Linked DNA regions of Mus musculus: all the other regions are linked to region 3. The links are chromatin contacts, called in public ChIA-PET and HiChIP or PLAC-seq maps. All regions are on one chromosome and are shown on one strand. Each heading gives the region's core, a stretch centred on a gene start, on an enhancer-like site or on the middle of the called end of the contact. The rest is flanking DNA. Distances are from core to core; before and after follow the strand shown.

Region 1 (3,954 bases), core at 932-3,431, 170 kb after region 3:
TGCTTTCTTATAGAACCCAAATCTACCAGCCCAGGGATGGCACCACCCATAATGGCTCCTCCCACCCTTAGTCACTAATTGAGAAAATGTCTTACAGCTGGATCTCATGGAGGCATTTCCTCAAGGGAAGCTCCTTTCTCCGTGATAACTCCAGCCTATGTCAAGTTGACACACAGAACCAGCCAGTACAGTGCCAGAAGATATCAGAGAGCTCGAATAAAATTAAACAGTGTTTAAGAAAAGTTTCATGAGTAAGAGAAGAAGTTAGCGGCTCTCTTAGAGGAGGTGAGACCGAGCAGGTGGGTGCAAAGGCCCTGAGACAGCATAAGACAGCACTAACAGAGAGGAAAAGGAGCAAGGGGTGCTGGGAACGCAGTGACCACGGGAAGAATCGATAAGCATTAGTGGCTGAAACAGACAGCAGGTAGATCACGTAGGGGCTTAGTAGACTGTGAATAGGAAGCCTATTTCGGGACTGGCATAGTTAAGAGTACTCACTACCCTTGCAGAGAAACCCAAGTTGGGTTTCCAGCACCCACTGAATGACTCATGATCATTCATAACTCCAGTTCTAGGGGAGCACATATCCTCTTCTGGCCACATGGTGCACAGACATACATACACACATACATACACACATACATACACACACATACATGCATGCATACACATACATACATGCATGCATGCATGCACACATACATGCATACATACACACATACATATACACGCATACACACATATATACATACATACATACACACATGCATACATACATGCATACACACATACATATACACGCATACACACATATATACATACATGCATACACACATGCATACATACATGCATACACACATACATATACACGCATACACACATACATACACACACATGCATGCATGCATACACACATACATATACACGCACACACACATATATACATACATGCATACACACATACATACATGCATACACACATACATATACACGCATACACACATATATACATACATGCATACACACATGCATACATACATGCATACACACATACATATACACGCATACACACATACATACACACACATGCATGCATGCATACACACATACATATACACGCATACACACATACATACACACACATGCATGCATACACACATACATATACACACATACACACATACATATACATGCATACGCACATACATACATGCATGCATACACACATATATACATGCATACACACATACATACATACACACATACATACACACATACACACATACACACATGCATACATGCATATATACATACACATACATACATACATACATAGAGGCAAAACTCTCATATACAAAAATTTTAATTAATATTTAAAATTTTTTAAAAAGATGTTATATTTTATTAAAAGTGCAATGACATACCACTTACAGATTCTTTTATTTTCTCTTTTTTGCTATGTATTTTTTGAAAGGGTTTCTCTGTGTAATCCTGGCTGTTCTGGAACTCCCTCTAGACCAGGCTAGCCTCGCACTCAGAGATCTGCCTGCCTCTGCCTCCTGAGTGCTGGGACTAAAAAGGCCCTGTGCCACCACACGCACCTAACTTTCCAACTCTTAATCCAGCAGTGGCAAGAACTGACTTGTGCTTTTAGAAGTTTGGTGGCTGACGTGGGTAAAAAGATGCTTGCCATGAAGATAAACTGAGTTCTTTCTGTCCCTAGATGTGGGGCACCAACTCCATGGAGTTATCCTATAACCACACCTGTCATTCTCTCTCTCTCTCTCTCTCTCTCTCTCTCTCTCTCTCTCTCTCTCTCACGTATACATTAATAATAAACATTTTTACTTTTACCTTTGCGATAGAGAACGGCTTATAGGGACTAGAAGCAAAGAGAACAAATAGCAGACTAGGGAGATGTTGACTGTAGACTTTACCTCGTTGGTACAGCAAAGGGCTGGGAACTAAGTGAGCTTCAGAGAGGGAACTATGAGGACTTGGGAGAGGGGTGGCCTGGGGGCTATTGCACCAAGGACGGGGATGACTATCTCTAGATCTCTACCCATTCAGGCTGAAAACCACAGGTGGGGAAGTCCTGGAAGATTCAGTGTCTGGTGAGAGCCTGTTTCCTCACATGGTGCCTTCTTACTGCCCCCTTGTGGTACAGAAGGAGCAAGGCAGCTCTCAAGGGCTCCGTCTTTCTGTATTTTCGCCTTCCTAGTTGCTGTGATGCTACCCGGCAGAAGCAATTTAGAGAAGGAAGGATTTCTCTCGCGAGGACACTGCCCACTGTGGCAGCGTTCACAGCCTGGCAGCGGGAGCCTCGGGCAGATGCGTGCTCCATGGCGTCAGCCAGGAACAGCTGGCTGATAACCCTCAAGACCTTTCGCCTGTCAGCTAGGTGCAGCGTCCAGATTACACAGCCTCCCGAAACAGCGCCACCAGATGGAGACCAAATGTCCCGAAACACGAGCTTGCAGGAGATGTTTCACATTCAAACTGTAACATTTCCCAGAGCCAGCCTTCGAGACTCCACAGAATCGTGTAGAAGGGACCCAAACAATAATCTGTTAAAGATAGATTACCATGCACTAAATCTCACCCAGAAGCTTCTGCCCCTTGCTGCCCCCTTGTGGGCACAGGGATGTTGGGCAAGGAGGTCTTAATCTCACACCAGAAATTTCCGGGTGAGATTAAGAATTAAGTACAGAAGATATTTTTAAAATGATTAAAAGCCAGTGCAGTTTTGCATATTTCCACTGCTAATTACAACTGAAAGGACGTCGTGTACAGATCATTCTAAAAGACAATTCTAAACGCCTGGTGCAATGGCTTACACCTTTAGTTCCAGTACTCGGGAGGCAGAGGCAGGCAGATCACTTAGTTGGAGGCCAACCTGGTCTACAGAAGGAGTTCCAGAATAGCCTCGGCTACATAATGAGACCCTGTCTCAAAAGAAGGAGGAGGAGCAGGAGGAAGAAGAGGAAGAAGAGGGGGACAAGGATGAGTGGGAGGAAAAAAGCTGCTAGTAAAGTAGAGAAAAGAAGAAAGACTGTAGCTGGGCAGTGGTGGCACACGCCTTTAATCCCAGCACTTGGGAGGCAGAGGCAGGCAGATTTCTGAGTTCAAGGCCAGCCTGGTCTACACAGCCAGGCCTATTCAGAGAAACCCTGTCTCAAAAAAACAAAACAAACAACAACAACAACAAAAAACCAAAAAAACAAACCAAACAAACAAAAGCAGACAGACTGTCCGGGGACCTTGGGATATGAGGAATACAGTGTGAATTCCCCGAGCTTAGTGTTTTTCTCACATACCAAACAGCTACAAAGGCCGCCAGCAAACTAGAAACACCAATTGTGTGCATTGCAAGAAAGCTCCTAGGATCACCCATAGGGGACCAGCAAGAGCTTTTTCTCATTAGCCACCGCGGTGCAAAGGGTGGCGCTGACATTTTTCCCCCCAGCATTGAAAAGGAAGGCTGTCAGTCAAGAACTCTGGATCCAGTCAAAACATAATTCTTTCGACGCAGTTTTGGTTTTGTGAGCGTTGTGGTTTTAAGCAGTGGTGTCTTTTTAAGTTTCTATTTTGGTGCCCAACCATCGAGTACCATGTTGTGTTCATTAGATCCCTTTTATGAATGTATATGACCCCATTACTATAACTCACTTTTTCTAACGTTTTAATGTAGGGTAATGTCAATGGACAGTCGTGTGATGAAGTTCACAATGTACCACCTATGTACTTAAGAGTTTATGGGGTAAACCAACCAGCTTGAAACGTCACGATGGGCTTAAATGAAAAGCACAGCGCCACCTCCTGGCCAGAAGCTAACAGTGCAGCTGTTTAAAGGGCGCAGTTCTGGATTTACTCAAATCATCACCAGATCTATGAAGTGTAATTTAATTAACGAAATTAAGACTCTTTGGTTTCATAATAGCACATGTAAAGGAG
Region 2 (3,615 bases), core at 709-3,208, 210 kb before region 3:
CCTCATGCTTCCACCGGCCACTCTGCCACTGTCGGCCAGTTGTCTGTCTTTTCGTTCTTCGTGGATGGGGACAGGGAAGCGACTGGACCATGTCAGTGATGGCCCCTAGTGACACATACTTGTAAAACACTTTAAAGATGATTTTAAATTTTCTTTAGGGGGAAAAAAAGGCAACTCAAGTCTGCTAAATCAAAGTGCCTTGGAGTTAGGAATTAAATAGTGATACTTAAAAAAAAAACAAACAAACAACAAAAAAAAAACTTCACAGATGGTCCTCGTGTGCAGGAGGAATGGGCATTCCTCTTAACAATCATCACGAAGATTCTAACATCTGTTAAATTGGGGCAATAGATCAGGCTCTTCTGTGATCTTTAACCTAGGAAGCCGAGTTTCTGTTTTCCCACACAGTGTAATGGGATTGATAACCAGGCTCAGTGCTTGGCCTGGAAATGCTTGCTAGAGGCTGAAATCATTTTTAAACCTGTGTTTCCCACTCCTATGATGGTCCATAGATATAGCGGTATTGTGAGCTTTTTGCTGAGCCAAGAAGTAGTTGATCAGGGCAAAGTGAACTAATCATGTGTGGTTAGTCACGTGACTCACTAATCCCGGGCAGCAGCCTCTTCTCCCATCTCCACTTTGGGGATACATTTAACATGTACTTAGATGCAGAGTGAGCTTTGTAGTTTGTCGCCCATAAAGAGGCGAGCGCGCAGTAGGGTTACAGGAAGACCCACTTTAACGGATGGTTGTTTACTCAATCATCTATAAAATCAATCAACTGTAAATGTCTATCCAGGCTGACTGAGATGGCTCAGTGAGTATAGATGCCCTCTGCCAAGCTGATAACCCAAATTCGGTCCCCTATGTTTGATTCCTGGACCCACATGGTAGAAAGAGAGAAGAGACTTTTCTGCAAGTTGCTCTTTGACCTCTGCTAGTGTGCCAAGGCACCAGCACTTCCCTACCTACAAAATAAATAAACAAATTTTAGACAAACACAGTGGGGCTGTAGAGATGGCCTTTTGTTTTTAAGGGCAGTTGTTCTTGCAGAGGACTTGGGTTTGATTTCCAGCATCCACATGACAGCTCTTCGTAGTTCCAGTTAGAGGGGATCAAGTCCCCTCTTCACGTGTATACACGTGGGCAAAACATTCATACACATAAAATAAATAAATCCAATATGTTTCCCTTAGGAGATGTTCCGTGCCAGTTTGTGGTTGACATGAACAATGTAACTGCATAAGGTGTGCCCTGAGCTTATTAATAAAATATAGCATTTTTTTATGCTGAAGACAGGACTTAGAACATTTCTGAGTAGGCAAAACTTCTGAAGGTCAAAAACAATTCGGATTTTCCTTATGTGCACGATGAAGACCTAAAGTGCAAGAGACAGTCTCACCTCGAATTGCAGTGTAAAGTGTTTGAGACCTCCCCGGGTCTCCATTCAGGGGCCCAATCCCTAAGGTTCCCCTGAGAAGCTGTTTTGATTATTAAAACATGGGTTTTATGTTACAGATCCAACCAGCCTGTTCTTACAGACGGCTTCCCATCAGCCCCTTCTCTGTTGAGTCGATACCAGGCACAGGCAGAGAGGTTGGTCCATTGTGAAATTTGATTTCCCAGGCCACGGGTACAGGGAAAGGCGAGGTCACGGTACCACAGAGATTTGAGCTCTTCAGTTCAAAAGCCACGCACAGCATGAAGAAATGTGCTGCGTTCTTTGAAGTTTGACTTATGTAACTTCACATATCTAAGAGAAATACAGTCCTCCTCCCACTGACTTCGGTTGCTTTAGAAGGATGCTTTAAAAAAAAAAGCAACCGATTTTTGGTAGAACGGAAAAGTCCACTTAACATTTCAGTTTTGTTAATAATAGAGGCCCGGGCCTGCGCTGAGCCTCCTGTTGGAAAGGCCTTCACAAAGCCACAAGGAAACAAAGAGGGTGTCACCTTGATGCAGGGGAAGCTGCATTCTCATGAAAGACAGCTTGGCAGACAAGTGAGAGTGTGACCACGGGCCTCTCTCACCTCAGAGGAAATAGATACTTACTGGGTTTTTCTCTACATGTTTTTCATTTATGTATTTTAGATTATACTCAAATATTGTCTTAGTTAGGGTTTTCATTGCTGGGAACAGACACCATGACCAAGGCAACTCTCATTAGAGGACAACATTTAGTTGGGGCTGGCTTACAGCTTCATTATCATCAAGTTGGGAGCATGGCAGCATCCAGGCAGGCATGGTGCAGGAGGAGCTGAGCGTTCTACATCTTCATCCAAAGGCAAACAGAAGACTACTGTCAAAGCCCACGCCCACAATGACACACTTCCCCCAACAAGGCCATACTTCCTAATAGTGCCGCTCCCTGGGCCAAACATATTCAACCTACCACAGATATGCAAAGGCAAAGTAGGCTCTGTGTTTGAGACAGGGTCTCAAGTAGTCTGGGGTGGCCTTGAACTCCTGACCCTTTGTTCTCAGACCTCAGCATGCATCTTACTTTTAAGTGTAGGAATTGATGCTTTCCCACTGATGTGCAGCTGTCACCACCATCCACCTGCAGAGCGCATTCACCTTGCAAAACTGAGACTCTATGTACCCCAGGTAGAAACTTTCCCTTCACCATTTACCCTACTTCCCCTCCCCTCAAACCTGACAGCTCCATTCTACTTCCTGTTTCTGAATTGACCCGTGTCTGTCTGTCTCTGACTGCCTTCTTTCACTTGGCACACTAGCCTAAAGGAGACCTTATTTATTTATTTATTTATTTATTTAGATATTTTCTTTATTTACATTTCAAATGTTATCCCCTTTCCTAGTTTCCCCTCCAAAAATCCCCTCTCCCTACCCCCTTCTCCCTGCTCACCAACCCACCCACTCCTGCTTCCTGGCCCTGGCATTCCTCTACACTGGGGCATAGAACCTTCATGGGACCAAGGGCCTCTCCTCCCATTGATGACCATATAGGTCATTCTCTGCTACATATGCAGCTGGAGCCATGAGTCCCATCATGTGTTTTCCTTGATTGGTGGTTTAGTCCAGGGAGCTCTGGGGGTACTGATTAGTTCATAGTTGTTCCTCCTAGGGGGTTGCAGACCCCTTCAGCTCCTTGGGTACTTCCTCTAGCTTAAAGGAGACATTTTTAAAGAGCTAAGACGCCTGTGGGTCCAGCTATGTCTATTCACCCTAAGATGTCTCAGTGTGTTTGCACAGCGTCTTGATTCTGACGGGATATAATTTTGCATATAGCAGTAAGCAAACGCCACTCACAGGTGCTTGGAACCCATCCCTGGATACCATTAGCCCTCAAGAGCATCCGTACTGTGACCTCAGGCTGAGGCAGGAGGCTGAGGCAGGCGATTATAAATTTAAGACTAGCTGAGTCTACATGGTGAGACCCTGTTTAAAAAAAGAAGAAGGGTGTGGGGAGGGGTAGGGTGGGGTAGAGGTTGGGGTGGGGGGACAGAGAGAGACAGAGAATTGACAGCGCAAAAAAGCCCTTTGTGGAGGCGGATCAACTCCTCCGCAGAGGCCAGTCTGACTCAGCTGCCGCCAGCCCCCAGCCCACAGGGGCTCTGTGCTTGATTATGGGTGTGTGTTGCCATCTGGTAT
Region 3 (3,630 bases), core at 544-3,043:
ACAAAAAAAAAGGATTTGGAGAGTATTGTAGGATCAATAAACCCAAGTCATATCTTGATCATTTTGTGTTTATCGTCAATAAACCCAAGTCATATCTTGATCATTTTGTGTTTATCGTCAATAAACCCAAGTCATATCTTGATCATTTTGTGTTTATCGTCAATAAACCCAAGTCATATCTTGATCATTTTGTGTTTATCGTCAGTGGACATCAAGTCTGAAGTGTTAGTCCTAAGACAGGGGTCTAACAAACCTTCTGAGTATCCTTGCTTCTGCTTAGCTGCTAGAGTTTGAGAATGCCATCCCTTATTAGAGGCTGGTATGAGTTATACTTCCATTTTACTGCCTTTTAATTTAAGGTTTAAATCTTAATTTAATAATAATATAAAAAAACCCAACTTCATTAGCTGTTTCTAACCCCGAAATCCCCAGTTAAACCCGCCCCCCCATTATCTCAAGCCTGCTCCACTCCCATCAGACTTAAACCAACACAATTCAACTTGAAGTTTTAATTCCACAAGTTCAGAACTATAACTGATAAGCCATTTGTTGAATCTTCAAAAAGAAAATGATATTGAAGACTGGAACATAGAAAGTGATATTCAAATCATTAAAAAGAAATAAGCTTTTGAATAGTATTAAAATTTAGCAGATAGATAAATCAGTCATTAGGACACGGGCTGTCTTCTTTTACTTCCTATTGCTGGGATGAAGACCATGACCAAAAGCAACCTGGGGAGGAAAGGGTTATTTGACTTATCTATCTCAAGTCACAGTCCATAGAGGAAAGCCAGTGAGGGAACTCAAGGCAGGAACCCAAGGCAGGAACTGAATCAGAGACCACGGAGGAATGCTACTGACTGCCTGGCTCACATCCCGTTAACCTTTCTTATACCCTCCAGGATCTCCTGCTCAGGGCTGATTCCATCCACAATGGTCTGAGCTGCCACAGCAATCATCAACCAAGAAAATGCCCCACAGACTTGCCTATGCCAATTTGATTTAACGACATTTTTCTCAATTGAGATTCCCTTTTCCTAGACAATCCTAGCTGTGTCAAGTACTCAGAAGGCTAAGGCACACATGGATGCACAATAAGCTGATCTGAGCCAGTTCCACCCATCCTGACAATATTTCCACTCAGTTCAAGACCATAACCCATGGAAGGGTGCCACCCATAGCCGAGGTCTTCCCACTCAGTTAATCCCATCTAGATAGTCCTTCATATTCCTGGACAGAGGCTTGTTTCCTGGGTTTCTTAGATGCTACGCTGATGACCCATCTTGTCTATCACGATGCCCTTCCAAATAGACATCCATCCTGCCCCTGAAACCTACAAATGGTGCCTTCCATGGGCTTTACAGATGCAATTAAATTAATTGGGATGGAGAGATTAGCCCGGATTTTCCCAGATAACCCCAATGTCATCATCACAAGGTCTTTAAAGTGGGACATGGAAGGGCCAGAATTAGAGCAGACGATGTGATAATGGCGGCAGAATTGGAGTGACTCGAGCCAAGGTTGCAGGAGGGACTACATTCTTCCTGCCGAGCTTCACAGGAGCCATTCCCACAGACATCGTGACTTCTGCTCAGCAAAACCGATCGAGGACTTGTAACTTCCCCAATGGTAAGACAGTGTTTGTGATATTTAACACTATCGTGTGTGTGTGTGTGTGTGAGTGTGTGTGTGTGTGTGGCACACCAGGAGCCAGAGGTAAAGCTCTGTCTCCTGACAGCATCTCTAGCTTTGCACAAGAGACTCAGAAGTGGGCAGGCGCTCCCTGGTGGGATAGGTCATTTCATGGCTGTTGTTCCTAGAAGAAATGCAATGCCCCCTGCTGGCTCTACCCTGAGATGCCCTGTCACAACTAAAATATTAAAGTACAAGCAAGGTATGGTGGGGTTACCCGTCACACCCCCAAAAGGACTTCAGAGCAGCACACTTCCACCTTCTCTGACTCCATCTCCCCCTACCCCACCCCCACTTGTGTCAGGAGGCCACAGCACTCCTGGGAACTGTTGAACTTTTTCTTCCCCAGGCTTCTGGAGAACTCCAAGTTCAAAGGCAATGTGGATGTAGGCCCATGCTCCAGAACACTGTAGCAGATTTCTTTAAACTCAATAGAAAACGCCTTTTAAAAGGCAGTACTTAGGCCCAGTGTGGAGAGGCATACCTGTGGCCACAGCCTCAGAGTCCGGAAGGAGAAAGATCAAGAGGCCCAGGCCAGCCTGGGGTTCACAAGGTTCATGTCACAGACAACAACAACACAAACAAAGACAGAACAACAAAACAAGCAAAACCAAAATCAAAGAACAAAAATGAAAATGTGAGAAATCCCTTTGTGGGTTGTATTTGCTTTCTTACATATCCAGTTTTATAGGTACTGGTCAACGGGAGAAAAACTTTCAGTACAAAGATTCTTGCAAATGTCTGACGGAAGAGATGGGCCTCATAACAAAAGAAAACATGCAGATGTTAAAAGACAAACTTGGGTGCTTGAAAATTCTAATGAGCTTACATAAGCGCCAGGTGACTCATAGGTCGGGCAGCACACGACTCCAGGTAGATCTGTGCTCCAGCTCGGGTAAGAGAGAAGAGTTTTATTAGATATTCTTAGAAGCAAGGAAAAGAAAGTATGCTTGCCAAAGTGGAAAGTCCCCAGGGCAGCTGTTTCCCAACCTGTGGGTCATGACCCCTTGGCAAACCTCTATCTCCAAAATATTTACATTATGATTCATAACTATAGTTATGAAGTAGCAGCTAAAATAACATATGGTTGGAATTACCACCTCATGAGGAGAAGTATTAAAGGGCCACAGTGTTAGGAAGGCTGAGAACCCCTGGTCTGCAATGACGTGGGCTTTGTTCTGCCTCTAGTGCAGTCTAAGGGTCTGAGCCTCCTCAGCCCATGGTCACCCGATCAATTTATTAGTAACACCAGGGAGAGAGGAAGGGAGAGAGGGAGAGAGGGAGAGAGGGAGAGAGGGAGAGAGGGAGAGAGGGAGAGAGGGAGAGAGGGAGAGAGAGAGAGAGAGAGAGAGAGAGAGAGAGAGAGAGAGAGAGAGAGAGAATGAAGAATGAAAGAAGGGGGAGAGGAAAGAGAGAGCGAGGAGGGATGGGGGATGGAGCAAGGGAAGGAAACCTTTAGACAGAAGCAATCTTAACTGTTAACTTCTCCATTCCTTAGTCTGAAGATTCTACACATGGGCTGTGGCAAGGGAGAGCATCTAAGGTCTTTAGAACCTGGTCCTTGAGGGAGAGAGGGATGCAGGGCTGTACCCTTACAAGGCTGGGAATCTCTTGGCAGGCAACTACAGATCTACTCAGCCAAGCAGCGAGCCAATAACTGGCCTCCTCCTGCCCCATCCTGCCACACTGTCACGCTGGGGCTCCCTGCAGACTCCTGACAACATTGCCTTCAAGGGGCTGAGGCCAGAGAAGGGTTAATTGGGGTGGGTGCCCTGAGGTCTGGCAACAATTTTTGTCACTTGCTAAAGGAGGATAACTGTGGGTCCCAGGCATCTTCCTGTGATTCAGCCCTTTACTGCCTTATCCTGGGACTGATAGAGTCAACCTAGTGGAAGAACCAGGCCTCTCAAAGGGCTATCCTTCCAACACTCGCCCTGC

What was found. HiChIP or PLAC-seq counts read pairs in DNA pulled down with a chosen protein or histone mark. ChIA-PET counts read pairs in DNA pulled down with a chosen protein or histone mark.
Region 1: a CTCF HiChIP or PLAC-seq map of the NIH/3T3 cell line shows a contact between it and region 3, with 10 read pairs. The contact joins two enhancer-like sites. A contact is called at or near these places in 1 of 15 datasets of contacts at CTCF or cohesin (the NIH/3T3 cell line), 3 of 484 Hi-C or Micro-C datasets (CD4 T cells, cortical neurons and granulocyte-monocyte progenitors) and 3 of 115 datasets of contacts at active chromatin or transcription factors (Th17 cells, embryonic stem cells and memory CD8 T cells).
Region 2: a contact with region 3 is called in an RNA polymerase II ChIA-PET map of memory CD8 T cells, with 17 read pairs. The contact joins two enhancer-like sites. A contact is called at or near these places in 1 of 15 datasets of contacts at CTCF or cohesin (pro-B cells), 1 of 484 Hi-C or Micro-C datasets (cranial neural crest), 1 of 115 datasets of contacts at active chromatin or transcription factors (memory CD8 T cells) and 1 of 9 other capture datasets (embryonic stem cells).

What each region holds. Positions count from the first base shown.
Region 1 is chr15:97,661,695-97,665,648 of GRCm38.p6, forward strand. No RefSeq gene overlaps it. Among named protein-coding and RNA genes, the nearest start is that of Rpap3, 42 kb to the right of the region's middle. Within about 2 kb of position 2,182, at least 173 of the 459 cell types and tissues checked have an H3K27ac peak or open chromatin away from gene starts, as enhancers often do. A contact at or near this core is called in the NIH/3T3 cell line and memory CD8 T cells, where this site is marked.
Region 2 is chr15:97,285,288-97,288,902 of GRCm38.p6, forward strand. All of the region lies in intron 3 of Pced1b (PC-esterase domain containing 1B), which reads left to right. Among named protein-coding and RNA genes, the nearest start is that of Amigo2, 40 kb to the left of the region's middle. Within about 2 kb of position 1,959, at least 18 of the 459 cell types and tissues checked have an H3K27ac peak or open chromatin away from gene starts, as enhancers often do. A contact at or near this core is called in memory CD8 T cells, where this site is marked.
Region 3 is chr15:97,496,753-97,500,382 of GRCm38.p6, forward strand. No RefSeq gene overlaps it. Among named protein-coding and RNA genes, the nearest start is that of Gm41393, 92 kb to the left of the region's middle. Within about 2 kb of position 1,794, at least 39 of the 459 cell types and tissues checked have an H3K27ac peak or open chromatin away from gene starts, as enhancers often do. A contact at or near this core is called in the NIH/3T3 cell line and memory CD8 T cells, where this site is marked.